Linked DNA regions of Mus musculus: all the other regions are linked to region 1. The links are chromatin contacts, called in public promoter capture Hi-C maps. All regions are on one chromosome and are shown on one strand. Each heading gives the region's core, a stretch centred on a gene start, on an enhancer-like site or on the middle of the called end of the contact. The rest is flanking DNA. Distances are from core to core; before and after follow the strand shown. Region 1 holds the start of Glul (glutamate-ammonia ligase (glutamine synthetase)). Region 2 holds the start of Rnf2 (ring finger protein 2). Region 3 holds the start of Tor1aip2 (torsin A interacting protein 2).

Evidence for each region. Promoter capture Hi-C pulls out the DNA fragments that hold promoters and counts their contacts.
Region 2: a contact with region 1 is called in a promoter capture Hi-C map of pre-B cells, with 4 times the contacts expected there. The contact joins the promoter of Rnf2 here to the promoter of Glul in region 1. A contact is called at or near these places in 1 of 39 promoter capture datasets (pre-B cells) and 1 of 115 datasets of contacts at active chromatin or transcription factors (large pre-B cells).
Region 3: a promoter capture Hi-C map of pre-B cells shows a contact between it and region 1, with 4 times the contacts expected there. The contact joins the promoter of Tor1aip2 here to the promoter of Glul in region 1.

What each region holds. Positions count from the first base shown.
Region 1 is chr1:153,897,312-153,902,123 of GRCm38.p6, reverse strand. It overlaps Glul (glutamate-ammonia ligase (glutamine synthetase)), which reads right to left and starts at 2,195. Exons shown (of 7, transcript NM_008131.4): 1 at 2,065-2,195. Gm38440 (a long non-coding RNA gene) reads left to right here and starts at 2,348. Exons shown (of 2, transcript XR_387481.3): 1 at 2,348-2,529; 2 at 3,374-4,812. It overlaps Mir8114 (microRNA 8114), which reads right to left and starts at 2,198; the gene lies at 2,088-2,198.
Region 2 is chr1:151,498,877-151,503,688 of GRCm38.p6, reverse strand. It overlaps Rnf2 (ring finger protein 2), which reads left to right and starts at 2,698. Exons shown (of 7, transcript NM_011277.3): 1 at 2,698-2,970.
Region 3 is chr1:156,033,191-156,038,002 of GRCm38.p6, reverse strand. It overlaps Tor1aip2 (torsin A interacting protein 2), which reads right to left and starts at 2,339. Exons shown (of 7, transcript NM_172843.4): 1 at 1,895-2,339. It overlaps Tor1aip1 (torsin A interacting protein 1), which reads left to right and starts at 1,523. Exons shown (of 10, transcript NM_001160018.1): 1 at 1,523-2,245; 2 at 4,203-4,277. The coding sequence starts at 1,768.

The sequences.
Region 1 (4,812 bases), core at 946-3,445:
ATCTGCCACCACTAAGGTGGTAAAAAGTAAAGCCATACTCCAAGGAGCACACTGCTGACTGGTTTTTTGGTTTTTTTTTTTTTTTTTTGAGACAGAGAAATCTCAACAAGCCCTCTCTCTGTCCTAGTAATTACTTACTCATTATTTACACCAAGCTTTCCTCAAAATCAGAGGATCTACCAGTCTCTGCCTCCTGAGAGCTGGGATTAAAGGTATGCCCCCTCCACACCAGGCCTCAACTGCTGACTTCATTACTGTGGTGAAAAGCCTTACTCCAGAGACAGATTTCAATGTGAAAATTAACAGTATTTGACGATCCCACCGGATAATATTTTCTGGTACGTAGAAAAATCCCACTTCTAAGTTTACAAGCCACAGGAGTCGGGGCAAGATCTTCGATGAATGTGAGGCTACAAAAAACCAGCCTCAAAACACAAGAGGAAATGCCCCCCTCCCTCCCTAATCTCCCCGGATAGCTGGAGAGGGAACATATTGTTCTCCTCCAATGACTTGGGCAACTTTCTGAAGTACAGTGGCAAAGTTTCTATGGGCAACCGTCCATGTTTGCCCAAGTGAAAACAACTGCCTCTCCCTCCAAAAGCCTCACCCTTCCCCCGGGGAACAGATGAGCCTCTGCTGTCAAGTCCGATGCAGAACCAAAGCCTCTGCCTACACCACTTAGAGGCCCGGATTGTAATTCTAGATGGCTTCAATTTACACCACTCATCAGCTTTCCTCCTCTGCCGTGCCCCCCGCCCCCCACACACACACATCCAGCATTAATGAACTGTTAGGGGAACCTGAGTTCCTCCTCTGGCCCTGGTTCCCTGAGACCAGCTGGGTGCCAGCAGCCTAGTGTACATAGATAGCACCAACTGGTGTCCCTGTAGTGCAAAGTGGAATGGGTTCTTAAAATTCTGAGTAGTTTCTGCGGGTTGCCAGATGCACCCGGGGTCCTTCGCCCTGACTTTTACTCACCCCAGCCAATGAGAATCAAATGCACTGGGGTTGTACTCTCTAGACCTCCTCTTTTTAGAGCAGTGTTCATGCCTCTCCTCGTTCTCGATTTCTCGCTGGTCTAAGCAACGGAGCTTTTTGGGCGAGGGCGATGGAGTGGGGGACCCAGACCGTTCGGAGGGGGAGGTGCTGGAATAAGACGGGTGCGATTTAATCTTAACCCTCGACTTCTCCCCGGAGTTCACAGAGTAGGCAACGAAGCCTAAAGTATTAGAAGGGGACTCTGAGGACCGAGAATCTCCATCTTCTACGTCTTCAATGGTTGGTTTCTTTGAGTATTTGCGGCTGGGGGAGGATCCCCGCTTCCCGCCCCCGGAGGAGTTGGGGCAATCCACTTTGAAAGCAGCCTTCCCACTAAAATGTCCGGAAAGTCGGTGCCGCGACCCTCGGGCCCGCGTAGATCTCAAGGCCTCTCCCAGGGGGCCATACCCCGGCGAGGGTAGAGGCCGGGTGGCGAGAGTGGGGCGACCGCGGGAGGCACAGCGCGCCGCTGCTGCCTCCGCTTGGCGCGGCCTCTCCACTGCGGAGCCCGCCGGCCACTCCGGGGCTCCGGCTCTCCATTGTTCGGTCATATGGTAAAGGCCTAGGACACGGCGTTGGGAGCTGGGGAGTGGTGCCATCAACGCTTAGGACCACCATCCTCAACCAGACCACCCACAGCGTGACGACGCCCCCCAAATGCGCCGCCAGGAAGAGAGGATCAAGGCGCCTGCGCCCACCTAAGGCAAGAACCCTCTCCCGCTGGGACCACCGGAAAGCCCCCATCTCAGCGTGAACCCCAGCCAACGGCGCCTGCCTCCCGGGGCGGCGCCTCCGGCCGCAAGTATAGAACAGATCAAAACAACCCGCAACCCCGCCCTTCCCGGAGCTTGGCTCACAGCGCGTCCTAGGAACACCAAGCAGAGCCGGCCCGGGCCGCACGCTGCAAACACGCGGGAGGCACGAGCGCTGCATCCCGCTCCGTACAGCAGCTGACTGGAGCTGGGAAGTAGAGTGCGACCCCACAGCCCGGGCGGCCGTACATTCCTGGACCCTCCGTGCGCTTACCAGAGCGGTGGCCGGCCGGATGATGGATGGGTGAACAGGTCAGGAGAGCGAGGCGGAGAGGAGATGGGTGAGCGTGCTGTTCAGACACTCTGCTCTACTCCCATTCTCCGCTCTGCAGGGTCGCTGGCTGCTCGGTACTTTTTATTGACAGCTTGTGCCCGCCCCCAGTCGCCTTGATTGGCTGACCTAGGCCAGGAAACCCGCGCCCATCAGCTGCTGCGCGCCGGGGCCCTGAGGCCATTGGCCGAGGAACTGTGCGGGAGCCTCAGGGTGGGGCGAGCGAGACCCAGAAGAAAGAAAGAGAAAGGGGAGTGGGGGAGGGGAGGCAGCGGCGGCTGGAGGAGGGCCAGGGCCGAAGGTGCAGGATGCATTTGCAGCTTGCGTTCTTAAGCGACCTCTGGACCCTCGGACCCAGGCTGAGGCTTCCTCAGAGTCATTTGGCCTCGGCTCTTTGCTTCCTTAACGGTACAGAGGTTTTCGAGGAGATCTGTCACTGAAAATCCAGAACCCCAGAAGAGAATTTTACCCTTTGTTTGTTGAGCGAGCCTGGGGACGGGTTGGGCTGGGGAGAGGCAGGGAGCCCTGATCAGGCGCGGGGAGAGAGAGAGAGAAACACGATTCCCAGAACCTGGAGGACCCTATCTTCCTGGTTTCCTGAGTGGATTTGGGGGAAGTGGTCAGACTGTGATTTCACGGTTTAAACACAAGTGTGATGTTTCTATAAAGAGGATTCTGGACGTCCATAGTCTATTTGATGTTGCCTTGTGTGTGTGTGTTCCCGTCTCTCAGCCTTTCCTTGGATCTGCAAAATAAAGCAGATGGAAGGACTTTCAGAGCAGTTGACCGGGAAAGCAGGGTGGCAACATGCCTTTAATCCTAGCACTCAGGAGGGAAAGCGGGGGTGGCACACGCCTTTAATCCTAGCACTCAGGAGGCAGAGGCGGGTGGGTCTCCTGAGTTCGAGGCCAGTCTTCTCTACAGAGGGAATTCCAGGACAACCAGGGTTTCACAGAGAAAACAAACAAAAAAGCAAGAGGGGTGGGGGGAACCCCTGGCTTTGCTTCCCAAGTTGTTTTTAACTGTGTGTGTGTGTTGGGGGAGAGGGAATGAGAGTTTTCTCTTTCCTTTCTTAACCCTGCAGTGATGGCTGAGATAGTGTGTGAATACTGTAGTGAGACAAGCTGAAAATGTGCACAGAATTTACCTGTAAAAAAATAGACGTGGCCCATATATTGTTATTAATGCTATGCTCTGAGCAGTCTCTTTCTAGTACATGAAATCCACCTCATGGCTGGGCTTTATCTTTCAGGACTTCTGGCATTCGAGATGAAGTTTTCTCTCTAGATGCCAGAAACCCACGCTCTCAGTGCCTTTGGAAGAGGAAGGGATGAAGTTTGTGCTTCTGCTTCTGTGTATGCACCACAAATATGAAAAAGAAAGGTTGCCTGTGACCCCACACACATAGCTCGGCCTGTTAGGTCAACCTCTGTCAATTTCCCCTGAGTGTGTCTGACACAGTGGCTCACAGAAGCAGCATGCCCCACAGGTGGGGATTTGAATAGGCTTTGGACCAGAAAGGCACCTTGCAAATTCTGTGTCCTAGTCAGTACTGTGTGAAGCGTTTTACCATGAGGTTGTTCAACAGCGGGGCTTCACGTCGGGCAAACCCAAGTTCATTCTGAGTAGTAGCCAAATTAGTAGCCACACAAGCTCTGTCTTAGCATTTGTAGCGGGGATGACAGTGGGACCTGGAACATGAGGAGTGTTAGGAAGACGATGTCATCTCATAGGTCAATATAATCTGAAGAGACTGAGTCGTTTCTTTCCATGATTACTCTGTGTGTGCATGCATGTATGCACACATGCACGTGTGTGTTATACACTGCATCCATATGTGTAGAGGTCAGAGGATGACTTTAGGTGTCTTCTATCACCCTCTACTTTTTTTTTTTTTTTTTGAGACAGGGTCTGACATTGAACTTGTAACTGCAACTTAACTAACTTGGTTGCCCGGTGACTCCCAGGGATCTTTCTGGATCTGCCTCTGCACAGCTTGAAGAAGTTACCTGCATTGCAGATGACTTCTTACATGGTTGCTGGAGATGAACTCCGGGACCCTCATTCTTTTGAAGAGAGGACCCACCAACGGCACTGTGGCACTGGCACTGCACCCCCCCCCACCCCCCACCCCCTGCCCACTCGGGTGATGCAGCTTTCTGCCTCCGTAGTGAGCTGCGCCATTACTTAAGGAAGTAAGGTGTAGACTCAGCAACAATGGGCTCGGCTGTCTTCCCATTTCTTCTTTTAACTCTTCAGCTTAGGTGGTTAGAAAAGGGGTTGTCAGAAGGGAGAGATGTTGTTCTTATGTTAGGAGATAGTGAATTCCAGATGGCAGCTGCCGGTCATCAGCCAGGGCAGCCTTCAGCACTCCTCACCAGGCTCCACAATGGGAGCAGTGAACACGATAGAAAGGGCAATATTCCAGAGCACATGTGCTGTTTTCCATGGGTTTCTTGTGTTTCTGCCATGTGAGTGCCCGCTTCCCTTCCTAGACATGTTAACCTCCTTGGCTGCTTATTCTCCCGTAGCCCTCGAATAGTGTCCAGACTGTTCAATAAACACGTATTGACCCCACAGTACCATCAGCGGCAGCATCAAGAGAACATTTGCTCTGTTTCCAAGAATAGAAGCGGATTTGCTTTGATCCTTTCATGTGACCAGGAACATCTCATGTGACCACTGACTTTC
Region 2 (4,812 bases), core at 1,449-3,948, 2.4 Mb after region 1:
AATGCACCATCCTTGTAGATGTATTGACTTGGGTAACTGGTTCTGGCCAGTGGAATTCCATCAGTGATCGTGTCTCTTCCAAAGTAAGTTTTTGAAAGCTCCCGGTTATTCTTCAGTTTCTTTCTTTCTCTGCTACAGAGAATGAATTACTGTGACTCAGGTGCATCGATGGCTATTCTTAGTTGTCCATTTGACTATATCTGGAACTAACAAAAACCAAAAATGGAGGGGTATTTGCTTAATTTGAAGTGGGAAGATCCACTTCTAATCTGGATCTTTGATCTGGGAAGAGGCCTCTTTAATCAGGGCCACAGCTTCTGCTGGAAGTCTTTGCAAGCACATGGAAGAAGGAAGTTTTTGTTCTTTGCCTGCTTGCTCTTGCATTGCTAGCAAAACCATTCCTTCACTGGCATTGGAGACCACGTCTTTGGGATTCCTGCGTATACTACGGACTAGCTAAGATATCCCACCCTGTGGACTGAACTACTAGACTCTTGGACAGTCCATTTATAGGCAGCCATTATTGGGTTAGCTGGACTATAGCCATAGTGAGTATAATAAATTCCATTTCTCTCTAGAGAGAGATTCATTCTATAAGTCCTGTTACTCTAGAGGTCCCTGACTAACACAAGGGCTACAGCTAAGAGATTGAGGTCTCTGTCAATCTGGTTTCCAGAGAGACTGGAACAGTGATTTTGATTCTAATTAATCACTAAGGATGAGCAGGCGATAAACCTGTGTTGTATTGAATCTAAAGGTTTTAGAAATATTTCTTACCAAATGGCAGAACATAACTTTCCTGTTTAAGCCAATCTAGGATGATCCATTCCAAGTTTTTTGGTTTTCTTCCAGACAGGGTTTCTCTGTGTAGCCCTGGTTGTTCTGGAACTCACTCTGTAGACCAGGCTGTCCTTGAACTCACAGAGATCCATCTGTCTATGCCTCCTGAGTGCTTGGATTAAAGGTGTGGGCCACCGCAGACTGGTCTCATGCCAGTGAAGAGGTAAAATAGATGAAGTCACACTGATTTGTTAGAAGTATCTTTGTACTAAAGGATTTTTAGCCCAAAGTCTAACTTTTTAAATAATTTTTAATCTAAATATCCCATACGTTTTCTTCTTTAAAGACAATCCTACTGTGACCCTTTAAATAGGATATTAGATTTACCTGTATCTTCTGTGCTCCCTATAAATGACGGCCTTCCTTAACACTGATTGACTGGCTTCAAGCAGTTACACATCACGATTTCCAGAAGCGTTTGAACTAGAGCAAAGAGTTCTCAATTATGAACATTCCGCTTTGATGGAAGGTCAGTGTTTCTGCTCCAGACTACCCGTCTCCAGAGGATGGAGGAACACAACACTCGGGGTTATTTTGGCTTTGATTCACATCCCGGGAAAAGTTTAACCTTGGGCTTTTTAAATTGCTAGAGTGGACAGTAAGTGTGAGCACCAATCCTGGTTGGTCACATCTGGGATTAACAAAACACCAAACAACTGAGCACACTCGTGAATGTTTTCTTGATTGGATCATTCAAGCCTTGAAGTCCCATCTGAACTCTTTGCCACACCTTCTGTGGTAGCATACAAAAAAGGAAGGGGTGAGTAGAAAGCTTTCGCCAGCAAGATCTGATGCTGAGACATTACTTTACTGATATTAAAAAACACTTCTTTGGATTCCAACATAGGCCAACGACCCGCTGACACAGCCAGCACCAAGGGCTTAAAACTACTAGGTTCTTCACCTTGTAGTTTGGAGACAGTACTGTTGGCTTAGACCACAGCCTGTAAGCCACTCTAATACCCACCCCACCTCTCTCTATATTGCATATACTTAATATCCCCCCTCTCTATATGCTGAATATATTTAATATATATGCATTCTATTAGTTGTTTCTATAGAAAACCCCGAATAATACAATAAGTAAGAAAATTTTAAGCCACAGAAAAGGAATTCCATAATAACGTTACTGGAAGCTATAAGCCACCTCGCCCAATTTCAGTGCAGTGCAAATTAAGTGCCTTCCCATTTATCATCTGCTATTCTTGATTATCCTTTCAAGAGACCATGACCAATGAAACATTTTGAAGTTAGGGAACTTTTTTTCCTACGTGTTACTTAAAAGTTAAATGCAGGAATTACCGAGTGACAACTTGCAGGCTATTTTTTTGGGTAGTGGTGGTGGTAATGACAACTATCTATGGCTACTTATATTTTCAAATTCAGAACACTGAAAGCGTCAAGGAGGTCGATATAAAGAGTAGCAAGGAGATCATTAGGGACGTACTAACAAGCGCCTATTTCCAGAGTTGAAGGTCACTTTCCTTAGATCTTGCTGGCTTTGTATGCCTTAGAGATCCAAAGTCCGGAAAGTTCTGCAGCAGAAACCCTGAGGATTTACTTGGGCTGGGATGACTACGAGGACGAGGACGAAGTCAGGGGCTGGAAGCCCAAATCGAAACCTCAGCAGCGGGAGGGAAGGCGCAACCTGTGGGCTCAGACAGGCCCAGAAAGGCTCCAGGACGGGGGAAACAGACAGAAAGAAGACGCCCAAGTCAGCAGGCGTTGGCTGGGGGCTGCGCCGGCGCTGGGGGCGTCTGGCGAGCTGTAGCCACGGGCGGGGGCGGAGCCAGGGCCAGGGTGTGGGCGTGGCCCGGCGGTCCGGGCCTGCACTAGGCACGCCCCTTCCCCTACGCCAGGGGCCTCCCCGCGCGGTGCGCGTCCGCGTCCCGCGCCTCCGCCTCCTCGCTCGCTCGCTCGCTCGCTCGCTCCTTCCCGCCCTCCCCGCAGCTCCGGCCGAGCCGGCTCCCCCCTCCCCAGTCTCTCATGAATATTGAGCGGCCCCTGTTGTATTTCCCGAGCTCCATTGCGGAAGCCGAGACTCGCCATATTGTGCGGCGGCGCCGGCGGTTGATTCTCGAGTCTCGCTCCGGCCACTGCCAGCGCACCCCCGGGCTGGGGCAGGAGCCGGTGAGCTAGGCAGGGAGGGGGATGGCGACGTCTGCGAGGGCGGCGGGCTGGGGCAGGGGCACCCGGAACGGGCCGCGGCCCGAGCGGCGGCGGGGCTGGGGGTGTGTGTGTGTGTGTGTGTCCGCGGCCGCGAGGGGCCGTGAGGCGATGGCGCCGCCGCCCCCGGCCGTTCGCTCCGCCGCTCGCGGCCCGCCCGGGAGGGCTCATTGTTCGCGGCCCGTGAGCACCGGGCTGGCGAAGCGTCCGGAGCCCTTCGGGGAAGCGCACCCGCGCGGCCCTGGGCTTACGGCGGCCGGGGCCTCGAGGGCGGCACCGGAGCGCTGGGAGAACTTAGCCCTGGGCTTGCTCGCGGGGCCCGGAGGTCGGCGCCGTGGGGGCGGGGAGGGGCGCTCCGGGCCGACAGCTCTCCTTTGGGACCTGGCACCGGGGTGGGCTCGGGATCCCCTCTCGGCCCCACATTCCTGGAGAGCCGCCGCCTGCCCCGGAGTATCTGTTGCCGCCTCCGCGAGCCACGGGCTCACCCTGGAGGCGGTGTTGGGGGAGGGGGCGACTCCGTGGGTTCGAGCTGCTTCGCGTTTTGACCCCGGGCTGTGTTTGCCGAAATCCTTGGTCCACTCCCTCTGCCTGTCGGCTCCCGAGTCCCGGCCCTTGTTAGAATCGTTTCCTCGCTTCAGAAGTCGCCTTCATACTCGCAGAGATATTGTTGTTGGTTTAAAAAAAAAAAAAAAAAAAAAGGTCGGTCTTGGAAACTTTGAGGTTCCTTTCTTTGCTTTTGCCCACCGGAACAGATTACCGATTCATGTCCCCGAAGCCCCGTTGGGTGTCTTTTTAAAGAAGCTGTCGGAAGTTTGTATGCCTTGTGACTTGTTGTGGAAATGTCAGACTTTCTACACGGTGTGTGAAAAAGCTTAGCTAGGCTTTTAAGTATTTGGTATGCGGTTATTTCTTTTGAAATAAAAAAAAAGGAAGGCATAGTGTCAAGTAATTTAAGCCATATTTTAATTAAAAGTACCATAAGTCATTTGCATTCAATTATTTTTTGATAGTTTCGAGATAATCAACTGGAGTACTTAGTGGAATTGGTATCTAATTATTTGTAATTGTTGAATATTTTAATAAAGCAAATGTCGGGTTTTGAGATTTATTTTATTTTTATTTATTTACTTTTGCAAGCGACCCATTCAGTATTTTGAGATTTATTTTATTTTTATTTATTTACTTTTGCCAGCGACCCATTCAGTATTGTCCAGGCAAGCTGGCCTCATACTCGATACTGAGTTTAAGGCAATCCTCCTGTCTCAGCTTCCCTGGTGACAAGATTATAGACATTCAACACAGCTGTCTTACATTTTGTGTCTTAAGTTGAACTTTTAACCTCTGATTTATAAAGAACTTAAACGGCAACAATATTACTCCTGGATATACCTCTTTGCCCTCTAAAATCTCTACTTGCTACAATCAACAGGTATCCTTTTTTAAAGACTTGATGGTAACATCTAATCTATTTAGTAAAATAACTGATAAATATATAACACTCCAGTTGTTAGGTATCACACCAAATATGGGTTTTTACTTTCTCCAAGTTTACTTATTTCTCTAAATCCCTCGTGTGGAAGGGACAGGGCAGTAGTTCAGATGAAGACTAAGTTGTAGACTTTAGACACATAGCTGACTTAGCTTTAGGAGTAGAGACAGGCCATCCTGGGCTACACAAAGAGCAGAGTGGGCTATGAGACTGTCTCACAAGCACAGACAAGGCAAAATCCAAGCCTCTAAAAGGAGACTTTATGATAGCCTTTATATTTGAAAAATAAGATAATGGTCCTCTAATGTGCTGCACAG
Region 3 (4,812 bases), core at 1,090-3,589, 2.1 Mb before region 1:
TGACACATACCTATGACCTAGGCAAGAGGGAAAAATCCTAAGCAAATCTATGTTAAATGCGAAGTTAACTGCCTCTAAACTTTAACATCCTTATTTTTTCTTTGAAAAAGCCACTCATAAAACTACTTTATAAGTACTTTTAATTACAAAACAAAGCACATGCCAATTATCCAATAATCTTTGTAACCTCTCATTTTCTCTGATTGACCAATTATGTATAGAACCTCTTCACTTTCTTTTTCATGTATCCTTCAAACCAGAGTTTAACAAGCCAGCACCCAGGTGTCTTTAGTCATCTGTTGCACACACTGCCTTATGAGCTTAGAATATAAACACTACAAAAATTTATATCCTTTCACTGCTGTACATCTATTAAAGAATTTTTGTGATTGTTGACTGTGTAAATAGGCACTTTACAAACAAAGCATTACTGGAAAAGACACAAGCCAAACATTACCAAGTTATCAGTACTTCTCAGCGTTTTGTAGAAAAAAAAAAGCCACACCCAGTTTTCAGGCTACCACGAATGAGTATCACTTTCGTTTTTCCTTAAGTTTTGTTTTCTAAAAAAGTGCTACCAAGTGTGGTGGCCCACACCCTTAATCCTAGCGTTTGGGGAGCAGCGGCAGGTTGATCTCTGTGAGGCTGAGGCCAGTCTAGTCTACAGTTCCAGGACAGGCAGAGATCACCCTCCCTCCCTCCTTTCACTCACTTACACACACACACACACACACACACACATCTTTAAAAAAAGGGCAGCTGTCTCCTTATGGCTCCCCTTCTTTGTAGTTAATAAACAATGCTAAATGAAGCTCCAAACATGACTCTTGAGTCATCTGTGTTGCTGACCAAATTTATAGACTATTTGTGAAAATTCTAGTAACTGGGAATTTGTCTAAGTTTGAGTAACAACTTAAGGTCATTATTTAAAATACTGGAAAAAGGCAAATACTTTTAAGTTTTTTTTCAAAATCACTGTTATGTGGCTTCCAAATAAAAACTCAAAATCGATTTTTTTTTTTTTTAGGGCTAGGGTATAGCTTATTGGTATACCATTCACGTGAAAATTCAAGAATATGGTTGATATGGCTACGACTCAAAAATGGAAACACACCCCAAGAGTGTAACTAAACACAATTTTAAAGGGTCAACAGGTGAATAAAAATTTTAAACTGGGTAAAAGCAATTTCATAAAGGTCCATGAAACTATAATTTTCGCCATAAGATGACATGCAGAATTGCCTTTCTGATCATTTCTCCTCCCAGGGACATTTGAAAAGGAGTGGCCAAAGTAGCAGGGGAACTGCGCAACAGCTTGGGATCAAGGACTGAAACTTGCCCTTTCCCAAAGCCTCTGGGAGCCAGGACCAGCGCCCCCGGTGGTGGGCAACTGGCCATCAGCAGCTTGGCACAGGCCACTTGTCCTACCACCTCCTGGTCGCCCCCACCTTTCCCTCCAAGGCCAAGGACAGAGACGTCCTCCTCCCCCTTCTCCTCCTCTTTGGTGCCTTCAGCCAGGAGGCGGGAGTGACCCGCAGCAGCTGACCCAGCTCGGGCACTGCCTCTCCGACAGCCCTCAGGACACACCATGGGCCTGGAGGCTGGTTGGTGGCACACGAGCGAGGACGCAGGCGGCGGCCCCGGCGACTCTCAACTGCCTCCCTGACCACTGCGACAACCTCCCCGAAGCCATCGCCACTACCCGCAGCGGAATCTATCTGCGGCCAATCTATCGCCACGAACCGACTACCAGCTACGTAAACAACTATGGCGGGAGAAAGGTGGCAGGCCGAGGGGCCCGGAGAAGGTTGGGCCATCTACGTCACACCCAGAGCCCCCATCCGGGAGGGAAGGCGGAGGCTCGACCCGCGAAATGGCGACAGCAGTGACGCGCCTGCGTACGGAGCTCACCCGTCGCGCCGCGGACGACGGGAAGTGAGGTTTTCAGAGGAGCCGGCAGAAGTGTACGGCGACTTCGAGCCCCGGGCGGCCAAAGAAAGGTCTCCGGGGGGGAGACGAACCCCGCCAGAAAAGTTCCGGCCGGCTTCTGCGGGAGAGGAAGTGAGAGAAAGCGCTTACAACCTTCGCTCTCGACCACGGAGGCAGCGGCGAGCCCAGGAAGCCGAGGAGATGAAGACGCGGAGGTCTGCTCGCCTTGAGCAGCACTCACAGCAGCCGCAGCTGTCTCCGGCCACGAGCGGCCGAGGGTTACGGGACTCTCCGTCCTCCAGTGAGGACCGCGAAGGTAACAGTCTCGGCTGCGGGCTCGGGAGCGCGCGCGGCGGCGGGCACGCGGCGGCAGGCGCGCCCCCGTGGAGGCCGGCCCCGCTCCGGCCCCGCCTGGGTCCTGGTGATTTCTGCGGCCCTTTGGGCGCGCACTCCCGGATTGAGTCCACCCGGACCCTCAAGAGGGAAGGACGCAGTGGGCCGCGCGGGAAGGTGGTGGTGCGAAGTGACCCGAGCGGAGGCGGGCAGCTCTGCCTAGTCCTGGAGCTTCAGTTTGGGGGGTCTAGGTCTCCTCTTTCTGTAGGCTTTTGCTAGAGGTCGGCGGCTAAGCCATTGTCGGAGCCCCAAACTACTCTGCGCTCGGTTTCATTTCCGTCCTCTGAAGTTTCTACTGAAGCCACTTCCATTTCCTTTTTTTTTTTTTTTTTTTTTTTTTTAAATCTCGGGGGCCCCAAGTCCCCAGCTGAAAATCCTGTTTTTAAGTTAACTTTCCAGTCGGTTTCTTTCGTTTTTTTTTTTTTTCACCAAGATTGGGAAAACGAGATCATTTCTAGGCGGATGCTACGAGGAGTAGCTGACTTTAATGAATGGGTTGGTGACATTACTCCAAATACAGAGTCTGGTCTCTGCCAGACTTTCCCCCCAGATTGGAGGCCATCACGGTAATCTTAAGTAGCTAAACAAGTCAAGACTGACAAACTACTGAAACAAAACAAGGTTCTATTTATTAGTAAAGCTTATATATGAAGCCCCAGATGCCAACAGGGTGTGTACTATAGTTTTAGTTAAGTCACACAGATGAACCAAATTCTTCAAGCCATCCTCTTATTCCCTGCACTCGGATATAACTGAGTCACAGGTGGTTCCAGTAAGCCCCATGTCAGTCACCTAATTATGAGGTAAAATTCTGAGGGTTAGAGTCACAGTGGGATGGCCTCCCTAATACATTTGATGCATCTGAACAGGAGTGGATTTAAAGCTTAGAGCACAGTAAACTGGCTTGCAGATTTACCTACTTGCCCTTAAAGTCCTGACACACTTGAAGATCTGTTCATTTGGGAAACTTTATGCTAGAGATGTGCATGCTCTTTTGGATGTAAGGAGACAGTTTATTTGCTTATACATGTCAGCATTTCTTTTAAGATGGCAAAGTTGGGAGAAAAAAAAAGGAACCTGTCACGCATGTATGCCTGGTCGAAATTTAGGTACTTGTGTTAATTCTGTCTCAGAAACTGAGACAGTGTTTGCACATGGGAGGCAATGTAACTGTTACTTTTTATTGACTTTCCCACAGAGCCTCCTGCACCTAAATTCAGTTTACCTTTTATACATTTTTAGAGGATTTAAACATTTCTTTTACCTGACTCTTGAACCTACCTTTTAATTTTTTATATTTTCTTTATTTACATTTCAAATGTTATCCCCTTTCCTCATTTCCCCTCCGAAAACTCCCCTATATCCCCCCCCCCCCCCAACCAATCCAATCCCTCTCCCTGGCCCTGGCATTCCCCTACACTGGGGCATAGAGCCTTCACAGGACCAAGGGCCTAACCTTTTAACTTGCTAAAGTAGCATTTTTGTCGTAAAGCAACAAGTAGTGGTTTGTATGTTGTTTCACTTCCATGGTTTGCAGCTGCACGTACCTGTGTGAGTATGTGCACGTGAGTACAGGTAGCCTTGGAAGCCAGAAGATGGTGTTGGGTCCCTTGGAGCTGAAGCTACAGAATATCGTAAGCCTTTTGGACTTCGGAAGTCCTCGGAAAGAGCAGCAAATGCCCGTAAACACTGAACTCTCCCCAGCCCTCATCATACTCTGTCTTAATAGGATTTCTAACTGGTTTAATTCCCAAGTTTTGAACCTAGAGAAGTTGAATACTTGCATCTCTCTGTATAGATTACTGGTAAATATGCATACTGTGTGCCATGGTCTCTCCCAGGTCATCTAACTTGAATTTTACCTCTTGTTGGTGCTGTAGAGGATGAACCTTCTTCCCGACCTGTTACAAGCCAAACAGCCTCAAAGAAAACTCTTAGAACACCAGAGGCTTCAGGTAAGAAGAGTTTGGTCTTTTGGTTTTCTCTTTTCCTGCCAAAGACTCATGAAGAATCACAGCTCAAGCTGGGCGTGGTGGCATATGACTGTAATCCCAGCACATGGGAGGCAGAGGCAGGCGGAACTCTAGGAGTTCAAGGCCAGCCTGGTCTACAAAGAGAGTTCCAGGATAGCTAGGGCTGTTACACAGAGAAACCCTGCCTGGAAAAAACGTACATCAATCAATCAGTCGGTCAATCACAAGAGGTTTGTGAGTCTTATCAGTTCACTAAATTCAGCCCTATGGGTACTTGCTAAACTAAACAAGGGCGAAAACAAAATGTAAGTTCAACTGTCTACCACTCTGTTAATCTTCAGAACCCCGCAGAGAGAGACGGGAAACTGAAGCTCTGAGTATCTAAGACTCTTCTCTAAGATCACCTGATACATGAGTAAATTAAAATTCAGGCTCAGGTTTGTCTTTGTTTGTTTGTTTTGTTTTGTTTTTCGAGACAGGGTTTCTCTGTATAGCCCTGGCTGTCCTGGAACTCACT